Regions from separate parts of the Gossypium raimondii genome. Here region 1 is linked to region 2. The links are chromatin contacts, called in public Hi-C maps. All regions are on one chromosome and are shown on one strand. The core of a region is the stretch at or near the end of the contact, and the rest is flanking DNA. Distances in the headings are between cores, read along the strand shown. Region 1 holds the start of LOC105763171. Region 2 has its middle 9.5 kb from the start of LOC105763169.

What was found. Hi-C and Micro-C count contacts between places; a contact is called where the count stands out from the background.
Region 1: a Hi-C map of leaf shows a contact between it and region 2, with 2.3 times the contacts expected there. The contact joins the promoter of LOC105763171 here to the enhancer-like site in region 2. A contact is called at or near these places in 2 of 2 Hi-C or Micro-C datasets (both in leaf).

What each region holds. Positions count from the first base shown.
Region 1 is chr12:9,255,183-9,260,566 of ASM2569854v1, reverse strand. It overlaps LOC105763171, which reads right to left and starts at 2,953. Exons shown (of 1, transcript XM_012581291.2): 1 at 2,525-2,953. The coding sequence starts at 2,953. The coding sequence ends at 2,525. LOC105763172 (double-stranded RNA-binding protein 4) reads right to left here and starts at 1,275. Exons shown (of 7, transcript XM_052625488.1): 1 at 1,119-1,275; 2 at 955-1,004.
Region 2 is chr12:9,205,911-9,211,813 of ASM2569854v1, reverse strand. It overlaps the pseudogene LOC105763167. Among protein-coding and RNA genes, the nearest start is that of LOC105763169, 9.5 kb to the right of the region's middle. Within about 2 kb of position 1,488, the one cell type or tissue checked has open chromatin away from gene starts, as enhancers often do. A contact at or near this core is called in leaf, where this site is marked.

The DNA of each region.
Region 1 (5,384 bases), core at 1,704-4,203, 47 kb before region 2:
AAAACCCTCCTGATTGCCACTAAGTTGAAGACAACCTACGACTTAATATTTTCAAATAAGTGAACCTTTAACACAAGATTTGAAAAAACCATATCCTTGAAGCACCAAATTGAATACGTTTCTTGCAAAACTTCCTGGTAAAAATTAAGTATATAAGACCAAAAATTCATAGAAAAATTTATAATATAAAACTATTTTTCTTTTAGATTTCAATTTACTGTTAGTTTTTTTTCTCTCAATCAATTAATCCAGCTTAGTAGCAAAAAAAAAAAAAGAGTCCAACTTTTACCAACAGAACACCAGAACCCCCATTGTCCATAATAAACTGGACACAACACCCCTCCAATCAATGAGAAATTTTATTAATGAAAAGGAGAAATGATAATGTTTTGAATATTCATCTTCAAGAACTCATAAAGCAGACCAAAATACAAAAAAAATGATTCAAGAACTCATAACAGTATACCAAAATACCCATAAAGTAATGATAAAGAACAAGAAACAACAACAAAGCTAAAACAAAAGGAACATTTCAAATATTCATCTTCATCGGAAAATTTTGAACACCTATAACCATGGTTCACCAGAATATTTTGAATACCCTTAACCATGACAAAGCTGATGGAGCAAGAGCCGACGATTGATCTTCATCGGAATATTTTGAATACCCATAGCCATGCTTCACACAAGGAATCAAATAAAACGAACCAACAACCAAACCTAACCAAACAAACCAAACCCAGCCCTTCGTCACCGTGCCCAAAACCCTATCACCTTCATCATCGACCCAAAACCAGCAACCAAACCTATTACACCGCTCCATTACCAAAACCCAGCCCCAACACATAATATTCATAAAAGGAAAAGAAGATAATATCAACATCCAACAAGTAAAAAAAAAAAAGGAAAGGAAGCCACGACTTCACCACAATGGAGCAGAAGCTGATGATTGACCTTTGTCGAAATATTTCGAAGACCAACCGCAAAGTTCACTGCAAAGAGACCTACATTTTACGAGACGAAAAGTGAATCAAAAACCTTGGTGGAATAATGGGGTTTGGATAACAAGGATTTGGGTTGATGAACGGAGATTTGAGGTTAGGGATTTTGAGTCTCACCTTTCCTAATTCCCACCTATTTAATTTTGAGATTGATGAACAAATTTGATTAACTTTCGTTTTGGAAATTTGACGGTTTGGGATTTTGAGATTGATAAAAAAAAAAAGTCTAGGATTTTAGTTTCATTTGGAAGTGATGATTGCCCGGGCCGGGCCGGATTGAGTTTAGATCAAGTATATTTCGATCGATTTATAGGTTTAATTCAGCTCGAAAAATAGATTTATTCATTTCAAGTTCGCTTTAATTTAAGAAAGGTAAATTTTGATCTAACTTAATTTATTCATATCTAATTTTTTTAAAATTAAGTTTTATTTAAAATATTTTTAAATATAATGTATTAAAAATTAAAATAAACTTTTAATACATTAAAAATTATTTATATTAAAAAAATTACTATATGTTTTATTATATTAAATAACATAAATAAATATAATAAATATTTTATTGTATTAAATATAATTTTAAATTTTTATATTTTAGATTGAGTTATTTAGTTAGGTAAGTTTTTTTTAGGTTTTGAGTGTTGGATTTAATTGTTATTAGTTTAGTGATTTAATATAAATATAAATATAAATATAAATATATTATTTAACATATATAATTAATATAATATTTTTATAACATAATATATTCGGTTAGACTGAGCTTGGGCAAAAAAAATCTTACCCAATGCTTGGCCAATATAAAAACGGGCCTTAAATTTTATTCAAGCTCATTTTTTAAGTCTCGTATTTTGTCACAGCCGTCCCATTTTTCGGACTGGCCTTCAAACTTGGACGAATGCTCGACCAAAGAGCAGGTTTACTCTCATTTAGTAAGTTATAAGATGGTGTTTTTTTTTGTTTCTAACAATCTCTTAACCCAATAACAAGAGCATTATATTGTAAGTATACGAGTTTGAGTTGAACTCCAAGCAACCCCGTTCCTTTTCGATCATCAAAAATAAATATAGTGTTTTTTTTTCTTTAGTCATTAATTAATATATATAATTACATGTAATTAAAGAAAAAATCACGTGGTTTACACCTAAGAAGTTAATAGTTCCGTTTCTTCTTTCATCGGAAATGATTCTATATCATGAAACATAATAGTTTGAGGGCTAAAAAAGAAAGAAAAGAATTTTTATAATTTAAAAATTAAAAAAATCATCAAGCTATTAATTAATTTATATCATATTTAGTTTTTGAAAACTGATAAAAGAAGATGGAATGAGTAAAGTGAAGGAAGCATCCGCAAAAGAAATCATTCTTCTACTTTACAAATATTTATGTTTATCTTTTCAAGACCAAATTATTGTTGAAATAGAAACACATGAACATGTAGTATAAGCAGGTACACCATTTAGGTAAGAAATTAAACCAATAATAACAAACCTACACACATTTATCTTCCAAAATGGAGAATTCTACAGGATGCTTAATAGATAATGAAGAGCCCCAACAACCCATAGCCAGATAAAAGCAACGAAACCGCCCACAAAATTCCGCCCACCATTAGAGAAATATCTCCACCTATCATCTGGATCAACTCCATACAACTGACCAGGCATACCGGTGACGTAGTAGAATCTTGGAGGCGGTGGAGGAGACGGAAGTGTATTACAGTATGTGAACCTTGGCGGTGGAGGCGGTGGAAGTGACTGTTGGCCGCATGGGTTCACACACGGACAAGCTCCGCACTTAATTTCTGTAGTTGGTGCTTGGGGCACGACCACCGGTACCACTTCTTCTAAAATCTTGGTAGAGGCATTGATTGGAACAGCAAATATAATTGAAAGAATTGGAAAGATCATAAGAACTGATGGAGGATTCTTGCGATGTGAATGCTGCACCATGTTGTTTTGCTGAGAGAAAATGAAAGAAAGAGGTGCAGAACTGAATTATAATATATAAACTCCGAATATACTAAATTATTTCAATTACGAACCTTTCGATTTTGAGTATTTAAATTTAAACATTTATTATTCCTACTTGTATGCATGGGCGATTTAATAAATTATGGTGATTTCGAAGGAAAAATAATAATATATTGTAGCAAATTAATTTATTATTATGTTTTCTTAATCGAGTTCAGGGTCAGTGGGATAACTCCATAAAAAATTCAAATTAATTTATTATTTAACTAGAGTTATTTTATTATTATGTTATAATTTGAATAAATTATCTATGTGCAAGGAACGAGTCTTTAAAATTAGTAGCTATTTTAAACAATGGAAGTTAAAACGTGGGGTTGCCTCACGTTCGATGCATGGTTATGTGGTTATAGTGTTTTGGAAAATGTAGAGAGAAAGTTAGGGTAAACCATAATTACTCAATAAAATAGGAATATATTTTCATTTTAGTCACTTACTAAAACAAAAGTTATAATTTAATTATTGAATTATTTGAAAGTTTTTATTTAAGTCATTAAACTATTTAAATGTTTTTATTTTGAGTCACCGAGTTGTTAAGCTCTTTTTTTTTAAATGTTCCACCAACGAGCTTCAAGCGACAATTCAATAATTGGTATGGTGTATCACTACCCATCGGCGAATAAATGAACTTACCTTAAATCCAAGTCAATCTAATAGTCACTATCGAAGGTAGGACAAAAAAATTTGTTTAAATTTTGGTTTGCAAATTTGTGATGTCCAAAATTATTTCATGAAAAAAACTGAATTGTAAAAGAGAAGGGGAAAGAAAGTTTTTGATTGCTGTAGGCAGTGTGAACAAAGAAAGCCATGCAGTGGCAAAACCAAGGGGCTAGTAGGGCCCCAACTCCCCTAAAATTAGTAATAGTAAAATTGTAATTTGCCCGACCAAAATGATAAAAAAATTGATTTAATCCTTTAAAAAGTATAAAGATATAGGCTATTAAAATGGTGAAATTGCCTTTTTGCTATCGTAAAAAATATACAATTTAATTTTGACTCTCCAAAATATTTTTTTGGCTTTGCCCCTAAAGCCATGTCACATCGATTTTAACAACCCAATGACTTAAATGATAACTTTTAAATAGTTTAATGACTAAAACGAAAATTTACTCATAGTTTAATGACTAATAGTGTCATTTACCCAAAAAGTTAAAACGTGTTGGCTATGGTTATGAAAGCGAATGGCATGTGGATGTTGTAAATGTAAAAATGGCCCTACATCCAACCATTTTTTAAATTTTTATTTAATTAATTTTCATTTTATTCTTTTGAAAATTTTAGGATACCATTTTTTGTTATAAAATTGCAAAATTTAAGATTTAATTTTTCAATATTATCCGTTAAGAAAATTAAGGATATCTCTCAATTTGGTAAAGTATTTTGTGGTCTTTTCTATTTTTGATATCGAGTAAATTAATCGTTCTAAAAGAATTGAAATAATTTAATACATATTAATTTTAAAAATAAATTATTAAGGATAATTAATCACGACATAATTTTGTCGATAATTATATATAAATTTAATTGGATAAATGTATACGTAAATTAGCATATCTTTCTATTGAAGTCTGTCTAACACTAGCATGAGCCGAATCCATTGTAAAGAAGAGCTTATCCAAAGTATGAACCCTTACATCCATGACAAGCATTAATTAAGGCATGCTTTGCAAAGCACTCAAGCATATAGGTATTTCAAACTTTAGGGAAAGTGAAGGCCCTGCCATTATTCTTCAAATCATGCATCATGCATGTAATGATTAAATGGGTTGTCTGTAAATGATCGAAAATCCCAAGAAATAAGACGAAAACTAAATAAAACCCTAATAAAGAATGCCACCTGAACAGTTCAAAAATCAAATGAAGTGGTTTGTAGCAAGAATGAGTTTTAAGGTAGAAGAGAATCCTATACCCTTGGAATTGGAATACCCCTTTTACCTGCTTTTTCTTGAAAGCAGCGCCAACCATTCTTTTTAGTTGATGGAAATTCTCACCTATATTTTGTATTAATTTTTGCTTCTATCATTTACTAAAAAATTAGGAATTCCATCCGGCTATTTATACTACTATCTATTCTCCTAGTTTTTGCATTTGTGAGGTTACTCAGCGGTTTCCTTGAAACGATACACTTGTTTGTTTTTAAAAAAATAAAAACAAAAACTAAAGTAAACTAATTCCTCCAAAGGAGAATCTTTAAATAATTGTAAATTGAACTGATTTTTAGTGGATCCAAAAAATCAAATAAAATTTGCTTCATTTAGGCCCTTTCTAATTGCAATCTAACACCCCTTGAGGAAATCTTTATTATCTCCGGAAGATAAACGTGTCGTACAACCAAGATAATGGTGTAAGTAAT
Region 2 (5,903 bases), core at 239-2,738:
TGCTTTAGCACCTGATCAAGTGACTACACGTCGCTCTTTGCTTCTCCAAGTAACTAGGCTTCCTCCCATAAACATGCAATATCTAAATGTAGACCTATCATCTGGAGATTTAGCCCAGTCTGCATCTGTGAAGACCTCTATTTCGAGGTGACCATACTTGGAGAAAAAGAGGTAGACTTTAGATAGCGTAGAACGCAAAAAACAACCTACATGTGAGGTTCTTGAGGATCATGCATAAATTGGCTTACCATATTGAGAATAATGAATAGATAATCTACGCTGGCACACCTTCAAGTTTATCTATTGCACAATCCGATGAACCTACATCTGTTGCACTTGCATTTGAGAAGCTACCAATTATTTGAGTTTATTCTAGAAGACAATGGACTCGTGATACATGTCTTATATCGACATCTTTGTTATCAGATCCGACTCCAGGTGGTCTTGATCTTCCTATTGCCCTGTCACGAAGGTAAATGTCAGTTCACCTACCCAATTGCTAATTTTATTTTATATAATCATCTATTCCCTTTGTCTTGTTCTTTAATCGCTTCTTTAGATTCTGTGTCTATTCACTATACTATTCAGGAGGCCTTGAGTCATTTCGATTGGCCAGATGCAATGATCTAGGAAATAAATGCATTAGATGCAAATGATATTTGGGACTTGATTGATTTTCCTCTTAGAAAAAGAGTTGCTGGATGCAAGTGGGTATTTACAATTAAGGTTAATCTTGGTTTGTATCTGTTCATGACTGGCTAGCTGTTACACCAGATGGATACTAAAAAGTGATTTCTTACATAAAGATCTTCGAGAAGAAATTTATACGGAGTAACCACCAAGATTTGTTGCTTAGGGGGAGTATAGGAAATTAAGTTTGTCTTTGAAGAAATCCTTGTATGACTAAAACAAAGTCCTTGGGCATGGTTTGGAAAGTTCAGTAGTTTGGATTGAATATAAGCAGAAGCAACCACCTCCAGACTTTAGTCAATTGTAGAGCTCCAGACGTTGAATCTGGTAGTGTTGGTAACAATAGCAGATCCATCTACTATTGGTTTCTCCAACATAACACCCCTTTGTCCTTCATTCTGAATGGTAGATATTTCCTCATCAAGAAGGCAATCTTACTTTCCCGAAATTTGGATTATCACAGCATCAAGTTCCGCATTAAGGCATGAGAGTAAGTCTTAGATACGATCCTTTTCCATGAACCATTTTAGGGTTGCAACATCCTCACTACAACTTTTACATATTTGATGATTTTGATCTATTTCCTGCCATAAACCTTGTAAGAGGCTCAAATATTCCATAACAAATCGTGTTATGGACCAAAATGAAAGTCAAGCTTCGGTCAAACAACGGTCATTGTTTAAAATTTTGTTTATTTCAGTTGTGTTTTTTCGTTGTAAATGCTGCGTTTTGGACTCTGGGGGTCGGGTTGTTACTTAGGATAGAGGGACCGTTTAATGAAACGGTGAGTTTTCAGCTTAGTTATGACAGCTGTTAAGGATCCGTTTTTCTCCTTTTTAGCCAGCAATCAGGCAGAGGAGGTGGTTATGAAATTGGAATTGGTTTTCTCACACTCTCTCTCTACTCAGTATTCTTGTGCTCTCTTCTCTCTCTCTGGTCATTTCTTTCTCAGATTTTCAACCATATCAAATCGTTTCCCTTGTTTGATTGTTGAAATATTTGCCTTAACTTCGTAGATTTGGGCAGCATCCTTGAACTTGGAATAGGTTTGCCGAAGGACATCTGAAATCTCCTTGGTAGAGGAAATGGACATACACGTATAACTAATCTCTGGAAGCATTGAATCCCATAACCAAGACATCACATGGAATCTTGTTAATCCATGCCTCTGATTTAGGATCTTGTGTCAATCAAACCGGTTGGGTGTTTTGTAAATCTCCAGCTGTAGTGATTAAAGAAACCATGTTTTAAATCATGGTAGTTTCTACGATGAGATTGATTTTGGTTGAGTCTGACATGATAGGGAAAAAAAGAACTTGGGAATAGAACAGGAGAAGCAAGAACTCGACCAAGAAAAAGAAACTCTTCTTAGAAAGGGACCAAAAATATCTGATACCATGGAATGGACAAGATAAGCAAGATTTCAACCAGGAAAAGAAACACTTCTTAGGAAAGAACCAAAAACATCTGATATCATGGAATAAACACGAGAAGCAAGAATTTGACCAGAAAAAAAACACCTAGGAAAGAACCAAAAACATTTGATACCATGTGGAGAATTGATTTCACTGGAATTAATTCAATTGTGAAAATACAGCTTCTACAGTCCTATTTAGACACATTTGATCCTATCAAACTAGGAAAACTAATTAGTAACTAGTATCCTACAAAATTAAAATACCTATCTCTGATATACTGTCCACTAAAACAAAAGCACTCACACACGTTACCACATTATTCGACAATTTCATTTTCTTAGCAAAATGAGAATTTACTTGATAAGTTGATGCTAGCCATTGGCATGATGTTCTGCCAACTTAATTGTAGTTTAAACCCTGTCCGTGAAGTTTACTGATAACTAACCTCCATAACTCATGCAGTCTGCTTCTATTGGAGAAAAAAAAAAGAAAGAGAGCAAAAGAGCCTCAAAGAATGACATGGTTAGAAAAACTAAATTAGTAGATTAAACGTTGTCTCACTGAGAAATCTGCCAGCAAGGCAAGCAAAATGATTTTAAATTGGGAAGTCATTTTCCATGTCAATGATCTTCTGATAACTACTTTCATTGAAGATGAAATAATTTAAATCATCTATCTGATGATTGATCATGTGTTAACTGATTTCTCTGTTTTACCCATGGAGAAAGACTATTGTGGTTAGCAAAATGCAAAAGATGACCAAGCAAAGACTAGAGTGGACTGACAGGAGGGTCAATCTTACGAATGAAATTCTAGCTGCTGTGGACACTGTGAAGTATGGTCTAATTCAGAAAGCACTTCCTTAGGTTTCACTATATTATCTTCATATTTGACAGTGATTACTGATCTGTGCTTGATAATTTTTCAGATTTTATGCATGGGAGAAATGCTTTCAGTCTAGAGTTCACAGTATACGGAATGATGAGCTATCATGGCTTCAGAGAGCTCAACTACTATCTGCTGTATGATAGTGGAATTATAATATTGCTTCTGAGTGTGTGTTTTTTATGTGAACATTCCAAAACATAAAACGATGTTTCTAGTTGGCATGCGAAAATTACCTTTCACCAATAGTTGCACTTGCTTTTTGCTCTGGAAAATGCAGTTATTGGCTATCAAACATAATCCAGGACATGCAATGCTTTCGTCATTTGATATATTTTCTTTTCTAAGGGAAATGTGATTTTGGTGGCCAGTGGCCACCAGCATAATATTTGAACCTCCATTTTAAGCAAGTTTCCGGGAATTGGTAGCCTATCTTGTGACTACAAATCCATGATTTATAAACTAGATGTTATAGTATGTATGTCAGTTATGCAAGTTGCATGCAATGTAAACGCACTTTGAATGCTTATTTATCTATGTGGCTAATCTTAAACTGCTCTTGTTGGAGCAGCTGTTGATGCTGCTAGTCTTCAGGCCACAAAAAATATGACTGTTTTACCATATTTTGTTTTAATAAGTTGCCTTTTGTTGCAGTTTAACAGTTTCATATTGAACAGCATACCAGTTGTTGTAATAGTAGTTTCATTTGGGATGTTCACTTTGCTTGGTGGGGATCTGACACCAGCAAGGGCATTCACATCACTTTCATTGTTTGCATTGCTACGAATTCCTCTGGAATGTCTTCCTAATTTGTTAAGTCAGGTTTAACTTACTTCACCCCTTACATCATTATATTTTGCATAATTTAATTGCCTTACAGCTGTATATTCTTCATTACTGAAATCTTATTGGAGGGAAAACTTTTATAATTTGTTTCTCAGGTATTTATTTTTCTTTTATTGAGAATTAAGTTTCATGCGGTAAATTTTTTGTACCTTCAGTAGTTGTTCTCATTTATCTAAGTTCTTAACTGTTAGCCAGACAATAAAACTGGTTTGTCGCTCATCAACTTAATAGATGTCTAAGAAAATTTATGATATTACGGCCATGAATGAAAAATAAGCTTAAAAGGTGTATGTATTTAGTTTTTAGTTGATCATTATTTGCAATGTAATTGCTACAATTTTCAAGATTCTCCAGTCATTAAGCTTAATAGAGTTATTAAATAGCTTCTATTGGATTCTTGACAGTCTAATACTTGGTTTTTAGGTTGCAAATGCAAATGTATCTTTGCAACGTCTTGAGGAGCTTTTCTTAGCTGAAGAGAGAGTTCTAGCACCAAATCCACCTCTTTAGCCGGGGCTTCAAGCCATCTCAATTAAGAATGGAAACTTGTCATGGGATTTAAAGGTCATTTTAAAGTTCTGTTCTTGTTTCTATAACTCTCAAATTATGAGTCAAGTGCTTTCTAGACTGGAATTCTGTATTTAATATTTCTTGTGAAGGGTTTTACTAATCATCAGTCGATAAATTTGTGATGAAGTTGGTCAGTATGAAGCAAACACTCGACAACAAGCAGGCCATGAAGACCAAGCCATGCAGGAGCTGCTGATGCAAGCTTATTTTGCTCATTTTGTAATTTCTAGTCAATGAAATGTAATTTAGTTCATTCAGAACTATGTTAGGTAGATGATTGATGTAATTTTCTGTCATATGAGCCGTTAATTCAGCTTTGCTTGTATGCACAAGTTAATTACTTCAAGTTTCAATGTTTAGTGGTGTTAGGTAACCATTAGGTGGATGTTTACTGTTTTTTGACAAGCTTAGAGCTTGATTTATGTATTGGCATTTTGCCACTGTTAATTCCATGAATGAATCAAACTTTGTTCATCAAATACTCTCCATTTTTCTAGCTCTTTCTTCTTTTCTTTTTTCCTGCTCGAATTCATTTGTTTGCTCAGCAAGCATCGAGGCTTGTTGCACAAGATACTTGCCGAGTCTGTTATTTTCTGTTAGTGCACCAACAATTTGGTTTGCCTCATTCTCTGTAAGTGAATGGAAAGACGGAAAGCAAGTTGACTTGTTAGATATTTTGTTCTGTCTGAAGGGATCGACTGTAGAATTATAGCTTTGGATACATAGGACATGATAGCTTAGAAATAGCAATAGCAGCTTAGTGATTTACCATGCACTACTTCCTGCTTTATAGTGAGGAAGATCTCATGCACTTATTAACCTCAACATTGTTAATATTGCAAGATGTTACTTTTCTGGATAAAGACAATTTGGAATTTCTTTTTTATTTCTTCTTTTCTCAGGCAGAGAAGCCCACTTTATCAAATATCAATCTAGATGTACCGGTTGGCAGCTTATTCGCAATTGTTGGTGGAACTGGAGAAGGAAAAACATCCCTTATATCGGCGATTCTAGGGGAGGTTCCTCGAGATGCAAATTCAAATGTCATTATAAGGACTGTTGCTTATGTTCCTCAAGTTTCATGGATTTTTAATGCTACTGTAAGTTGCAGCGTTGCTTATGTTCATTATTGATGTTTACTTCCATTTCAATTTTCTACAGCTTCCAATATTCTTTGACTAAGAAATTTTCCTTTCTATAGCATGCTTGCTTATGTACTTAAAATTTATTTTCACAGGTTCGTGACAACATTTTGTTTGGGTCTAGCTTTCAACCAGAACGGTATTGGAAGATAATTGATGTGACAACTCTACAGCAGGATCTTGGCATCCTTCCTGTTACGTGGATTTAAAACATCTTATAATTTCTTTTTCTACTATGGAATGTCTCCTTAACTATTTAACATAGTCCTTTAGGATCATGACCTCACTGAGATCGGTGAAAGAGGTGTGAACATAAGTGGTGGGCAGAAACAGACAGTTTCCATGGCTAGAG